5 separate regions of the Mus musculus genome follow, and regions 1, 2, 4 and 5 are each linked to region 3. Evidence: chromatin contacts called from public promoter capture Hi-C data. All regions are on one chromosome and are shown on one strand. The core of a region is the stretch at or near the end of the contact, and the rest is flanking DNA. Distances in the headings are between cores, read along the strand shown. Region 1 holds the start of Zc3h12a (zinc finger CCCH type containing 12A). Region 2 holds the start of Mtf1 (metal response element binding transcription factor 1). Region 3 holds the start of Smim12 (small integral membrane protein 12). Region 4 holds the start of Yrdc (yrdC domain containing (E.coli)). Region 5 holds the start of Utp11 (UTP11 small subunit processome component).

Evidence for each region. Capture Hi-C pulls out chosen DNA fragments and counts their contacts.
Region 1: a contact with region 3 is called in a promoter capture Hi-C map of adipose tissue, with 6 times the contacts expected there. The contact joins the promoter of Zc3h12a here to the promoter of Smim12 in region 3. A contact is called at or near these places in 1 of 39 promoter capture datasets (pre-B cells), 1 of 484 Hi-C or Micro-C datasets (CD4 T cells), 1 of 115 datasets of contacts at active chromatin or transcription factors (kidney) and 2 of 9 other capture datasets (adipose tissue and liver).
Region 2: a contact with region 3 is called in a promoter capture Hi-C map of liver, with 5 times the contacts expected there. The contact joins the promoter of Mtf1 here to the promoter of Smim12 in region 3. A contact is called at or near these places in 2 of 39 promoter capture datasets (liver and pre-B cells) and 1 of 9 other capture datasets (liver).
Region 4: a promoter capture Hi-C map of liver shows a contact between it and region 3, with 5 times the contacts expected there. The contact joins the promoter of Yrdc here to the promoter of Smim12 in region 3. A contact is called at or near these places in 1 of 39 promoter capture datasets (liver), 1 of 484 Hi-C or Micro-C datasets (CD4 T cells) and 2 of 9 other capture datasets (adipose tissue and liver).
Region 5: a promoter capture Hi-C map of liver shows a contact between it and region 3, with 2.9 times the contacts expected there. The contact joins the promoter of Utp11 here to the promoter of Smim12 in region 3. A contact is called at or near these places in 2 of 39 promoter capture datasets (erythroid cells and pre-B cells), 2 of 484 Hi-C or Micro-C datasets (CD4 T cells and muscle stem cells) and 2 of 9 other capture datasets (adipose tissue and liver).

The regions. Positions count from the first base shown.
Region 1 is chr4:125,126,538-125,129,237 of GRCm38.p6, reverse strand. It overlaps Zc3h12a (zinc finger CCCH type containing 12A), which reads left to right and starts at 1,357. Exons shown (of 6, transcript NM_153159.2): 1 at 1,357-1,471; 2 at 2,156-2,632. The coding sequence starts at 2,190.
Region 2 is chr4:124,801,252-124,803,951 of GRCm38.p6, reverse strand. It overlaps Mtf1 (metal response element binding transcription factor 1), which reads right to left and starts at 1,403. Exons shown (of 11, transcript NM_008636.4): 1 at 1,309-1,403. Inpp5b (inositol polyphosphate-5-phosphatase B) reads right to left here. Exons shown (of 24, transcript NM_008385.4): 24 at 2,441-2,700.
Region 3 is chr4:127,242,304-127,245,085 of GRCm38.p6, reverse strand. Smim12 (small integral membrane protein 12) reads right to left here and starts at 1,302. Exons shown (of 2, transcript NM_030252.2): 1 at 1,188-1,302.
Region 4 is chr4:124,849,430-124,852,129 of GRCm38.p6, reverse strand. Yrdc (yrdC domain containing (E.coli)) reads right to left here and starts at 1,371. Exons shown (of 5, transcript NM_153566.2): 1 at 964-1,371; 2 at 323-437; 3 at 111-230. The coding sequence starts at 1,355. Mtf1 (metal response element binding transcription factor 1) reads right to left here. Exons shown (of 11, transcript NM_008636.4): 11 at 2,330-2,700. 1110065P20Rik (RIKEN cDNA 1110065P20 gene) reads left to right here and starts at 1,566. Exons shown (of 3, transcript NM_001347196.1): 1 at 1,566-1,608; 2 at 1,697-1,898; 3 at 2,168-2,645. The coding sequence starts at 1,574. The coding sequence ends at 2,263.
Region 5 is chr4:124,692,280-124,694,979 of GRCm38.p6, reverse strand. It overlaps Utp11 (UTP11 small subunit processome component), which reads left to right and starts at 1,426. Exons shown (of 8, transcript NM_026031.3): 1 at 1,426-1,540. The coding sequence starts at 1,478.

The sequences.
Region 1 (2,700 bases), core at 108-2,607, 2.1 Mb after region 3:
CAGCCAATGTCCTTAGAAGACAACTGCATTTGCTTAGACAGGTGAGATATGACTGAAGTATTGACACACAGTAATTAATTCTTACTTTTGAGTGTTTTGGCTTCCTGAGCCTCAGTTTCCCTATATGCAAGCATGCTGGTGACATAATAGACTTTGTCTTCCTGTGTGCAGGTCCTGGGTTCCCTTTCTCCCTCTCCTGGGCACCTCTCTCTTCTCTAGCACACACACATGCATTCGTGCATGCATGCAGGCACACTGACAGCCAGGCTCCCTTCCCTCTGCCCTGAGTCACTAGTGTCCCCCAGAATGCTCATAGTGGTCCCTGGTGCTACAGAGTGGGAGCTCCTATTTTTTTTTTCCAAGACAGGGTTTCTCTGTGTAGCCCTGGCTGTCCTGGAACTCACTCTGTAGACCAGACTGGCCTTGAACTCAGAAATCCTCCTGCCTCTGCCTCCCAAGTGCTGGGATTAAAGGTGTGCGCCACCACACCCAGCTGGGACCTCCTATCTTGATCTACATGGCTGAGGCCCTTCAGCTTTTTCCTGCATTTCTCAGAGGTAAATGGAGCAAGCATGATAACTCACACCTATAACCTCAGCACACAGGATCCTGATGGATGGGGCCACTGGGCTGTTTGAGGCCGGCATGGGTTACATAGCTTGACCTTGTGTCAGAAAGAACAACAAAAGCCAAAGAAAACAGAAGGTCCCTGAGCACAAGGATCTGTCCAATATCTAAGCCCCAGGATGATAATGTACAGGGCTGTGCTCGACTGAGGGATCTTGACCTCTTGAGGATAAGGGACAAGATGAGTTTTTGCAGTCTGCTTGATAGCATTCTTCACGGACTCTCCCATGGCGATTGGTGTCAATGTCCCTCCTTTTCCTGGCATTTCCTCCACCACTATGCAACTTGTGGTGGTGGAGCCCTCCTGTCTTGGGAAGGTATTTACTTCAAGAAAAGTGTCCCTGGTCCTGAGTGTGACTCTATCGCTGAACAGGCTTCAGTTCACAACCTATGTGACTGAACTGGAGTGGCCGGATCTCTGCCGGCTGTGGCCTCAACTTGTGCAACTAGAAACCTGGACCAAGCCGGTGGACGTGTCAAGTTGTTGAAGTGAACCTGCGAGGCCGTTCTATTCCGGTTTTGCATGGTGCACGGAACCTGCTTCTGCAGAGCCGGCGTTAAGCAGTCGGGTGGTACAAGCCTGGAGCCGCCCAGACTTCGTGTGGCCAGGGGCGTGGCTAGAGATGCTGGGGCGGGACTTGTTCAGAAACGGGGCGGAGCCGGCTCCGACCTACCGTGGGGCGGGGCAGGAGGGAGGCGGAGCAGGAAGGGGCGGCGGCCCTGCCCGGCTTCCGCGTCATTGCCCTTAAAGCACCTGCCCGCCTGTCGCGGCTACGAAGGTGCCGTCAGAGCCCGAGACTCGGCTCCATGGACACCTTACAGACGACGTCCGGCGCTCAGCGGGGTGAGTGCTACCGGGTGGAACGGGTGCTGCGCTGCGTTGGGTCTGACTCCGGGAGGGTCGCGCGCGGGCAGTGTCTCCATCGCTGGGACCCCGCTGAGTTCACCCTGGTGCGTGGAACGGGGTGTCTTGGGGCACCCGGCGTTCTCCGGGCTCTAGCCAGGACCTCCTCGCGTCACCGGGCCCGGTAGCCAACCAGAGTCGCCCAGCAACTTTTCTCTCCGTGGGTCACCCCGGAAACTTGTCCTTCCCAGAATAGAACTCTGTCCCTGAGCCGAAGTATGAGACTCGGAGACGAAGGCGGTGGCCACAATGGGGAAGCCCCTGGGTCCCCTGCGCACTTCCAGCCCCAGTTTCCTTCTGAGAGCCCCGCCCCTGCCTCTTGGGTCCCTTGGGTTGGCATGGAACAGAACGGGGTTTGGGGGTGGAGTCAGACCAAGTTCAAATGTTTGTATCACAAACTTTGAGTTGATGATCTTGAGTAAACGCTTACTGCCTGTGCCTCGGTCTCCCTCTTGTAAAAATAACTAATGCTGAGAGCTCTTTGAGAGCACAGCGTGGGCTGACACGTGAGAATGGCTTTGAATAGCGTCTTCTCAGTTCGTGTTGCCCCATTCTGTGGAAGAGAGTCTGAAAGAGACCTATATTGGGCATTGCTTGCCCTTAACCCTGTGGTCTGGTCAATAGGAGCTGTGATGGACACATTCCAAGAATGTGAAATATGAGTGACCCTTGTGGAACGAAGCCTGTCCAAGAATCCAACCCCACCATGAGTCTGTGGAGTCTTGAGGACAGACACAGCAGCCAGGGTCGACCTCAGCCAGACCAGGATCCTGTGGCTAAAGAGGCCCCTACTTCCGAGCTGCAGATGAAGGTGGACTTTTTCCGTAAACTGGGGTACTCGTCCTCTGAGATCCACAGTGTCCTGCAGAAGCTGGGAGTCCAAGCAGACACCAACACGGTGCTAGGGGAATTGGTGAAGCATGGCTCAGCTACTGAACGAGAATGCCAGGCCCTGACGGCCCCCAGCCCCCAGCCCCCTCTGGTGCCCCGGGGTGGAAGCACCCCCAAGCCTTCCACTCTAGAACCCTCACTCCCAGAGGAGGACAGAGAGGGCAGCGACCTGAGACCTGTGGTCATCGACGGAAGCAATGTGGCCATGAGGTATGTGTGGAGACCTGTGGAATAGTGTCTGTAGCTCTTCCTTTGGGAAGGGGGCTTGGCTTTTCTCT
Region 2 (2,700 bases), core at 154-2,653, 2.4 Mb after region 3:
CATTCACAAGACCTTCTACTGTCACATACTTTAAAGATGGATCTATGAAGCTAAGGAGGATAAAAGAGCAAACAGGTGGCTGTTTAAAGAAAGAGTGGCTACAAACCTTCAGTGAGGTGCTCCCGTCCCAATGCCCTCCCTCCCCGCAAACACACCGTGAGGCAGTGCCACGGCCTCATGTAGTTGGTGGTGCAGAAACAACACTCTGAACATAACCACCTCCAAACCCTCCTTTTGCCCTTTACTGCTTGGACAACCTATCCGTGCCTGCTTTTCTACAGTGGGACCAGGGCTTCCTGTTTCATACAGAAAGAGAAACTGCAGGTAAAGAAAAAGGGTGGCTTCCTTCTGTCATTTCTAGAACACATCAGGTGGAGGGGCTAAACCCTAATAAGGAGTAGCTGATGCAAATCACTTTAATTATTTATATCGTAAAACATGATCTGGACCAGAGAGTACACTTGTACAGAGTGACTAGGCTTTCTGACCCGAAAGGCTGACTTAACATAAGCAATACTGACACGAGCAGCTCAGGAAATATCAGCAAAATGAATGACAGACATGCAGACGGTCTCTTTTTGAAGATAGCCTCTTGAGGAAATTACCAAATTTGAAGCTTTCATGGTCTGGAATGGTGATTCCTCCTTCACCCGAAAACACACAGGTTCTACAAATGTGGGTTTGGCAGACACAAAAGGAGAATTTAAAATAACCAGCACATCACTTAGTTCTCAACCTGGTTCTGCACTTTCTCTTCAGCTCAAGAGTCGGCAAAGTGAGCCTTTACTAGCCGGAGTGACAAGCAGGCGAGGTAGTTACCAGGCACAGGTCAAGGGATCTAATCTGAGAGGAACCAGCCCGAACCTTTGCTTACGCAACCCCAGAAATACACGTTTCTCGGTGTCTGAGAGGAGAGATAAGAGACCCGGTGGGCTGCCCCGGGAAACGCAGAGACCAACTTTCTGTAACAAGACCAGGAGGTGTGAGGGTGGCCGAGGACTGCGAACCCAGCACCTCTGAGAGACTAGCATGAGGACCCTGACCGGGAAAGCACCCCTAGTCCAGGGCTACAGAGAAAAACCCCGAGGCAGTCTGGGGGCTACGAGCTGGGCTAAGAGGGGCAGGGTCCGGGTCTCCATGGAAACAGAGAAGGGGGGCTGGATACCCATCCCCATGGAAACGGAGGAGGGGTGGGGTCCCTCGGGTGAGTGGAATGAAGTCTCAGCCGGGAATGGCTACGGCAGGGAGCCCCAGTCCCGCACCCCCCGGATAGTTCCAGCCCCAGCCGAGTCCAGCCTCTGCTTTTACCTCCGCGGCTCCCGGCAACGGCGGCAGCAGCAGCTTCTCCCCTCCCAAGCGGCACCATGATTGCCCCCACCTGTCCCTAGCGTCACTTCCGCTTCCGCTTTCCGGAGGAAGGAGAGGCCCGGGGAGCCCTGGGCCTGCTGCTGTTCGTGATTGGCTTCTACTCTCCAGGGGGCTGAGACCGCGCCTCTCCCCAGCGGGCTGTGGGCGGAGCGAGTGGAGTCTGGCGCTCCGGTGCCGCACCGGGAAGCTGACCATAGAGAGCGGGCTGTTTCGAGCGCGGGAGGATACGCGACATCAGCGGTGAAGTCGAGGTGTTCTCAGCCCCAGCTGCGTCCACAGCTGCAGCAAGAAGGCTGCAGTCAGCCGCCGCCTTCCAGATGCGTAGGCCAGCCCACGGCATCCCTCTCCTCGCCCCACTGTACCCACGCAGCATAGTTCACCTGGCTGAGGCTCCCCCCCAGGACCGGAACGCTGAGCAGAGCCCTCCAGAAACTTCTCGTTCTCACGCGCCCGCGGGAGCTAGCGGTTCCAACCTTCCTTAAGGAGGGTTTTTGCTCTAGAAAGGGTCAGCGCCACCTACTGGCCAGTCCCCTGTCAGCTCTTAACACTTATCCTACCCACCCTTGAAATCCACTCGGTGGTAGCAATATTTCAAAGCCCAAGAAGATACTTTTCTCGTGTTTCTATTATATTCCTGTATATGTAATTTTTAGACTCTCACATAAGCTAATGCTTATTTACCCCATGAACGACTTCTCTCGAATGTTTACGTTGGAGCAGTGCTCTTAGAGGCTAGATCAGGGTTCAGGCCCAAACTGCTGTGCCATTCCCTCTGAGTAAGGTTGAATAAGTGACTCTGGCGCACCAGCATGCCACAGATCAGCTGCTCTGTTCTTAAGCCACAAAGGACTAGCTGCCAGGAACTACCATCTCTTGAGAGAGGAGGATTGGGGAAGAGAAGACCAACTGACTGCTCTGACCTTAGAGTTCTTTTGAAACCAGAACCCACATTAGATGGCTCACATCCAGCTTCAGAGAGATCTGAGCCTCTGGCCTCTCCTAGCACATTCACACATGCATGTACCACCACCACCACACACATACACATAACTAAAAAAAGAGAGAACCATAGTCACCATTAAAAATACATTTTCATTAAAATATATTACATATATGAGAGGTGCTGCATTATATACAGTTGGGAGGACTGAATATCCTACAAAATCCCACTTGTTTCACCAGAACCCCCTTTCTTCAGTGCTCTTGGGGGCGACTGAGAGGCCTTGGAGTTGAGCAGAAAGGGAACAGGTGCCCTATGCATGAACATGTTTGCGGCTTGGACAGTGGAAGCATCTGGATGGCTAAAAGTTGTTTATCCAGGAACCTCTAAGC
Region 3 (2,782 bases), core at 53-2,552:
CCCTGCCATTCAGATTCCTTCTGTAGACCAGGCTGGCCTCAAACTCAGAGACTGGACTGGCCTGCCTCTGCCTCCTTAGTGCCAAGATTAAAGACATGTGCCACCACCGTTGGGCTTGTTTTTATTTTTAAGACAGGTTCTCATGGCACCCAGCCTGGCCTCAAACCCTCAAAGTAGCTAAGGATAACTTTGATCTGCCGACGCTCCTGTTTCCAGTGCCAAGTGCTTGTGATCACAGGTCCACACCAAGTGCAAGTCCTTTATACAATTCCTGGGTAGAGACTCTCAATTTTCCAATTTGTCTTAGGGCGGGCATATCAAGCACCAGTCTATGAGTATTACTCTTGTACATAGAAAGCCCAAGTTCTATGTGCTCTTGTCCGAATTCCAGTCATCCATGTATACAACACAACCTTCTCTTCGGTAAGCTATGTGGGCCTACCCTACCTGTCTACAGCTCTCAAAACACCCTGGAGCTCCACAAGGTTAAGAACTAAGGATGTCCGGATCGTCCTATGCTCTGTGCCTCTTCCCACCCTTGCTATCCTCCCTAGCAAAGAGCTAAAAAAGTTTGTTGGTCGAATGAATGACAGGCAGCATAAACATGTTGCTTTGTTTATGGAAGACTACAGCAGCCTTCCACCCGCACTCACAAAGGGGTATAGGGATATGATCATAAGCAGCTAGACTTCATGAAGTCATCCCGAAGGTATCAAAATGTAAGTAGCACAAGTGTTTCCCAAATACTGCAACGCCTATTTCCAGCCCGACACGCAGGGGCGCCAGCCAAAGGCTCCAGGTACAGGTCAACCGGGCCGCCAGGAAACCTGTCCCAGTGCCTGAGCCCACCGGAAGCTCTCCAAATGAGAGCAGTCGTAGGAGGTCCGAGAAGGTGAAACCATCAGCCTTGACAGCCAGCCAAGTTGGGATGGGAGCGCCAGTGAGGTTCGGGTCATCAGCTCCTGTTCCCTGTCCAGTCACGCCACACGCGTGGCTTCGTCACCCTTCGGCCTGCAGGGGCCTGAGGCGGACGAGATCTGACCACAGTCCACACTCGGCCACCAAAAGCTGGCCGAGGCCGAGCGGGTCACGGAAACCATCGCTCCCTCAACTAGGAGGAGCCGTTCCCGTGGGACTGGGGGCCAGCGATCCTGGGAAGCGAAGTGCCCTCAGCCCTGGGAACTCACCTGCGGTCCAGCCCGCACACCCCGGACAGGTCCCGCGCTGCGCCCGCTAGCCGGGAGCAACAGGGACGCCGAGGTTCCCAGTGGCCCGCGGGGCGCGCCCGAGGCCCCGCCCACTGGCATCTCTCGGAGAGCAGCGATTGGCTGAGCTCCAGCCAGCTACAGAAGAAAGGAAGCCAGGCACCCGACCCTGCGTTGGACTAAACGCAGAATAGTATAGCGCCCCCTGACGGCTCGGAGGCTCCCCTGTGACGTTGCCACATGCTTGTGAAGAAGAAAAAAGAATAGTCAGCTTTCATTGATCCAAATGAAGTTCATTAGGTGTCTTCCGAGACTTACCTAGGTCGGATATTACTGAAACCGAAAACCCAACCCCTGACCTCCAGAAGCTCCCGTAGCAGAGAATAACCTAGTACTTTCAATCTTCTTGGGATCTGTGCTTTCAGGCTGTGTGTCCTTGGGAACATCATTAATTAATCTGAGCCTCAATTCTTCTGCATAGCGTTAAAACCTTCCATTTCAGCAGGGATGTTGCAAGGGTTAGATAACATCTTGTTTGTAAAATACTGTGCCAGGCACACATCTCGCAGGGAACTAGATTGTAGCGTTAGTGAGTCTACAAATTGCTGAAAGTACCAAGACCCTCTGATCGCAAGTACTCACTCTCCTTCCTCCATGTTTCCCCTGTCCCTGAGCGGAATTATACTTATCACATATAAGAAAAAGCCTCACACCCCAAGCTCTCTAATGGACTACCATAGTCCTGCCTTCTCAACCTGCCCACACTGCTCTCAACCTGACCAGTCTCCTTCCCACTAATAGCATGCTAAAAATCAACGTTTGAAGCCTGTGTGTCCATGTTCTTTCATCTACCTGGAGTGCTCTACCCAGCTTCCCTTAAGTCTACCCAGCTTCCCTTAAGTTAGCAGTGAGCCATTTCTCAAGGTCACGGGTACTCTCACAGGAAGCGTCTTCAAGACTGTACTGTCAAGTTAGAGATTCTTCCTCTTTTAGATCAAAGAGCCCAAAGCTAAGCCTGACAGCGAAGATGGGGAGGAAGAAGCTGCCAGAAATTAGCAACCGTGATTATCAGACCTTGATTACTTGTGCATTGAATCTGTGGGAAGAGATCAGAACAGTCTAGAACACAGGCTGGCATTTAGCCATTCTACAAGCTAGACATTGGCGATACAAATGGGGACTGCCCTCCGTAGTTTCCTGGATGGAGAAGAAACAGGAAGACCCACACAGTGTCATAACAGAGGACACTGTCCGTCCATACAAGAAGAATGAGTGGAGGTTCCCTGGAAGGACAGATCCCTAAGCTGGATCTTAATAGTGACTAGAAGTTCCCTCCAGCAGACCTGGGTAAGCACAGAATCCCCAGCTAAAGTGGAAATGACAGCATTGAGAAGTCCTGAGGCGCAAGACCAGCCTTGGCTCTACACCAAGATCCTATATCAATTAAAGGAGTCAGTTAGCACTTCCAGATCACACAGAACTACAAGCTGAGACCCTGTCTAAAAATAAAGTAAAATACCAAACACTGGAATTAGTTGTTTAATTAATTCAAATCTTGACTCTGTGGCCTGCTAATC
Region 4 (2,700 bases), core at 122-2,621, 2.4 Mb after region 3:
TTCTCACCCATGCACCAAAGGCCCAAATTTCTGCCAGGCAATCCCATTACAGTGTTAGCCTTGTTGATTTTAAGGAAACAGCAGTTTAACCTGCTGGGGCCAATTCTCACCTCAACACTCAGAGAACTGGCCTGGGAGCTGAGGTTGGCACTAGTGAGTGCAAGTGGTCCCCCAAACATCTGGGCCAAGTCCAGCATGAAGGCATGGTCAGGAATCCGGATGCCAACAAGCTGGGAAGCAAGAAAAGAGAACGTGAGGAAGACATCGAGGGCTTGCAAGCGTCTGATTTAGATCGCAGGAAAAGGGAAAACTCTTGACTCACACGAGTAAAGGGGTTCAGGTCTTTGTTGAGCTCCTCGGAGCGCTCCATCACCAGGGTCACAGGGCCTGGGAACAGGTCTTCCAGGAGCTCCCTAGGTACTCTCACCTGACAGTACCTGCAGGCAAAGGAGCACAAATCCTCTCCAAATCACCCTGATGGACCTTTCCTGGGGACTTAAGGCAGATGCTGGAGAGGGGTCCCCTTCGCGTGTATAATGAACGAGATCTACCTGACTCTCTACTCCCTCTTCCTCGGAGTTCTGGCAGAAGACAGACTCCACAGAGTACCCTGGGCTTTAAGTCTATCCGCCTGTCTTGGGGGACAAAACCACAGCGCCGTGGCACGTGGATACAATCTCAATCCGTTTAATCATCTGGAAGGCGTTACCCCGAAACGGGCCTCCCCTCCGCCCATCACAAGGGCACCGGGAGAAGAGTGCCATGCTCGCCTAACTCAGCTTCTCGACCGACTGTCTAGAGCGGATCTTGGCGAGCCGTCAGCGCTCCCGACCAATCTCCAGTTCCGGATTCCTCCTCGGGGAGCAAGGACAAGCCCCTCCCGCGCTCGGCGGACGCCGCGGTCTCCCGAGGCTGTCACCGGAAACCCCTCCCGCGGGGCCGCCCCCAGCGGGGCCGCCTCACCTGTAGACGTCGGCCACGCGGCCCAGGCACACGGCCAGCGGCTTGGCCTCGCTGCGGCCTTTGAGGCGGTACACGCAACTCAGGGCCGCCGAGCTGCTCGCCGAGCAGGCCAGGCCGTAGAGCGTGTCGGTCGGGACCGCCACCACGGCGCCGGCGCGCAGCTCGGCCACGGCGGCCCGCAGCGCCTCGGTCCAGCCGGAGCGCTCGGGGCTCGCGGCTTCCACGGGCTCGCTCTCCGGAAGCCGCAGCAGCCGGGCCCCCGGCAGCGCCGGAGCGGGCTCAGGAGGGCGTAGGAGGCGGCAGCCGCGGCCAGAACTAGCCGGCCCGTCGCTCAACCCCATGCCGGCCGCCACGGCGGCCCTCAGCCCCGCGCACGGACGCGCCGTAGACATCCGTGCCGAGCCGCTTCCGGGAGGAAGTGACGCACGGACGCAACTTCCGGCCCGCGAGGCTCGGCCCCGCCTCCGCTCCCGGCCGCTTAAAGGGACCGCGACCCCCAGGCGACTTGAAGGAGAACGGTGGGGACGGGGCGGGGCTCGGCTTAGCGGACTCCTCGCGCGGCGCGGGGGGCGGACTGCGGAGGGGTGGTGAGCGGGTGGCACGGGCGGCGATGGAGTGGGGTCCCGGCGCAGGCTGGTCACGGGGGTGAGAGCGGGCCGGCGGGGCGGTGGGTTGGGGCCGCGACCTCGCGCCGCCTAGCGCCGGGCCCTGACGCCGTCTCTCTCCCGGGCAGGGAGGCTGCCGGCGTGGACCGTGGGAAGGCGGGGTTGGGGCTCGGCGGGAGGCCACCCCCGCAGCCGCCCCGAGATGAACGCGCCCAGCAGCTGCTGGACGCCGTGGAGCAGCGGCAGCGGCAGCTTCTGGACACCATCGCCGCCTGTGAGGAGATGCTGCGGCAGCTGGGCCGCCGGCGCCCAGAACCGGCTGGTGGCGGGGTCAGTGCCCAGTGCCCTCTCCGGGCTGGACCTGGGGAGGTGGGCGCTTCCCACTCACTGCACTGGTCTAGCTCGCGCTCCCCACCCCCACCCCGCTCCAAAGGAGGCAGGTGGAAGAGCATCCCCACCGCTTAACTTCCTTTGATCTGAGCGAGGTTTTGAAAAAGCATGGTACTGTCGAGATGCCAAGTGGCCTTATTCTTGTGGGGCCTAACTTAAGGCCTTTCCTCCGGGCTCATCCCCCCTCCCCCCTTTTCTGTTCCAACTAGAACGGTTCAGCCAAGTCTGGAGCGCCGCCCCAGCCATCTGTATCGGCCAGAGGTGGCCTTCCAAAGGATGCTGGCGATGGAGCCTCGGAGTCTTGATCATACCCTAGCCGGGCACCCTGACTTCTGTCCCTTTCCAGGGCCAGTGGCTGGACTGTGACCAACTCCCTTCACTAAAAGGGGCCAGTCTTCACGGGCAGTTGCTGGTACTTGGCCCTCAGCCTGGGATGGCAACTCTACTAGCAGCTGGGTTCACTCCCACGTCGTCCTGGCTGAAGGCAGTACTGTGCTTTGAAATGGAGCCAACAAACATCCAGTCTTGAGTACTCGGATTCAGGAAGCCAGCAGTGCTGGCCAGAGTGGTCTGGCCTGCTTTGGGGGTTCCAGGTGGTATTACATGTTCATTTCATGCTTTGGGGGCTCTCAGCCCCACAAAACACTTGAGCAGAGTCTTGATTAAAAGGAAATCTGCAGACCCTGGTGACTGACCTTTCTTTTCTGTCCCTCCAAGACTTGATGGCTGGGAGTGGGAAGAG
Region 5 (2,700 bases), core at 177-2,676, 2.6 Mb after region 3:
AAAGATTCCAAATGCCAACAGATGAAAACATACGGGGGTGGGGTGGGGGTGGGGGTGGAGGGTGGCAGGCATGGGGGGGGGGAGAGCACAAACAAACCCAAACATTGCTGTGATGCTTGGCTGGGTCCAACTCTCTCTTGTGCTACTTAAAGGTAGCTTTAGTGGTGACAAAAATAACAGGATGGCTGGGCACACTGTCACACACTTGTAATCCCAGCTCTTTGCAGACGCAAGAGATCACTGTGAATCTGAGGCCAGCTTGATCTATGAGTGTCAGTGCAGCCAGGCCTACATAGCTAGACACTGCCTCAAAACATCAAACCTAATCAGACTAAGTCAACCCCAATAAAACAAACTAACAAAACAAAACAAAACAAAAACAGAAACAAATCAATTTTATTGTGAACCTGCTAACAAGTAAACCCAACATTAAGCACTGAAAACATATGTCTTTTAAACCTCAAAATCCTGAGGGTATAGTATTATTTTATTATTTTACAACTAGATGTGGATACCAAGCCTCAGCAAAACTAACTTTCCTTGGTTAAGAGCAGAGCTGGCACCAGAACACTCCCTCCACAGTTCGCGGCTCTCTATCCATCACATTAACTACCTTATGTTAAGTCGGCCAGCTAGACGCACAACTTTGATGGCTGTGAAGGACTCGGAACTTTATTGCTATTAGATGATTCTTTTCTACTCTGCTTATAGATACAGTTCTGCCACTCAGAGCCCTTGATACTCCTATGAGCAAGACCAGTCTGCTATTATTATGTTCGTTTTATGGGTGAGAAAAATGATGCTCTTTAAAGTCAAGCAATCAGCTCAGAGCCACGCAGCCAGAAGTCAGCTGAGGAGCCAAATATGGTTTTAAAGTACTCTTTCTAGTATACTGTAAGATTCACATTATTTCTAGTTTTTGGTTTGTTTGTTTTTGTTTTGTTTTTAGACTGCGATTTATTTTACTATGTAGCCCTGGCTGGCCTGGCAATCACTATGTAAGACCAGGTTAGCCTTGAACTTACAGAAAATTGCCAGCTTCTACCTCCAGAGAGCTGGGGTTAAAGGTGTGAGCCACGTTCTAGTTCTACTTAGAATCTTAACCCACACCAAGTCTCAGGTGACAGCACATGCGCACACGCAAGCCGAGCGTAGCCAGAGAGCAGTGCCAGCCATGTGTTCCCAGATGCCAACGTGCGGCCTGGAGCGAAGTCTAGGTCTCTGGACCAGTGGACGTTCTCTGCGAACCGAGAGCTGTGAAAGAATCCCAAGACTCTAGCTTTGGAAACTACATCTCCCAGAACCCTCCGATTCAGGCCGCTTGAGAGGGGCTGTATTTCCGGTAAAGCAGGCTTCTGATAGGCTGCATTGCAAGCCGCGTCTTGGGCCTGCTTCCGGTGTCTTGGCGGACGCGGCGGGGTGGGTAGTGCTGTCGTGGTGGTGGAGTTTGCTGAGCATTTCCTAGACCTCAGTAGGCATGTCGGCGGCTTTTCGCAAGGCAGCCAAGACCCGGCAGCGGGAACACCGAGAACGAAGCCAGGTAGGCCCTCGCAAGCCTCAGGGGCGCCTGCAGTGGCCCCCGCCCCCTCGCTGTCCCTGCATCCGGATACGGGACAGCGCATCTGCCTTCAGTCAATACCCAACACATGGGGCCTGACCCCAGCGTGCCTTGTCGGGGAGACCCAGGGACAGGGTAGGAGGATTGTCATTCTCTACGGTAGAGGGTCAGTGGGTAATTGAGTGAGGCAGGGTGTGCTAGAGGCCTTTCCCTGGGAACTTGAGACCAAAGTCAAAGGAATGTAACCGAGTGACCAGCGACAGTAGGCGCCTCACAACCGACGCATGCCCGGGTGTTCCTAAACTGGGCCCAACTTTTGGCATGGGATTTGCGGTTCGTGTAGATCTGTCATATGCTTCCCCCTAAAATCGTGGCACTTTCCTTATCCCTTCTGGAGAATGTCTTGACCATTTACAAACTTTGCTGGACCTCATAGCCCAGGTCTATAATGGCATCTACCCAAGAGGCCAAGGCAGAAGGATCCCAAAATCGGGGCCTGTCTGGGTCACTTAGACCTGACTCAAAAATCTAAAAAAATTCTAGACATAGGCCTCAATGGTGAACTGCTTGCCTAGCAAGTAAGGGCAGTAGGCGTAGTCCTTGGTAAGAAGAAAAAAAGGAGGGAAGTGGGGAGTTCCCCCACTTAATTTAGTTAGAATAAATAGGTGTGGATTTACTCAGGAGAATGTGTTAGGGTTTGGATATGCAATACAAATAAAGATGTATGCAGAATCACTTTATCCACTTTGCCATTCTCAGAAATTACATCATAACTGGTTCAAACAAGCTTTTAACAAGCCTTGGAGAGAGGGCTTAGCCGTTAAGAGTACTCGGCTGCTCTCTCAGAGTTCAAATCCTAGCACTCACATTGTGGGTTCACAAATAGCTTTAACTCCACTCTAGGAATTCCACCACCCCCTCTGGCCTCCATAGGCCCTGCACTCACATTCATTCATATTCTTTATCTCTCTCTCTCTCACACACACACTAACTTTTTTTTTTTTTTTTTTGGTTTTTCGAGACAGGGTTTCTCTGTATAGCCCTGGCTGTCCTGGAACTCACTTTGTAGACCAGGCTGGCCTCGAACTCAGAAATCCGCCTGTCTCTGCCTCCCAAGTGCTGGGATTAAAGGTGTGCGCCGC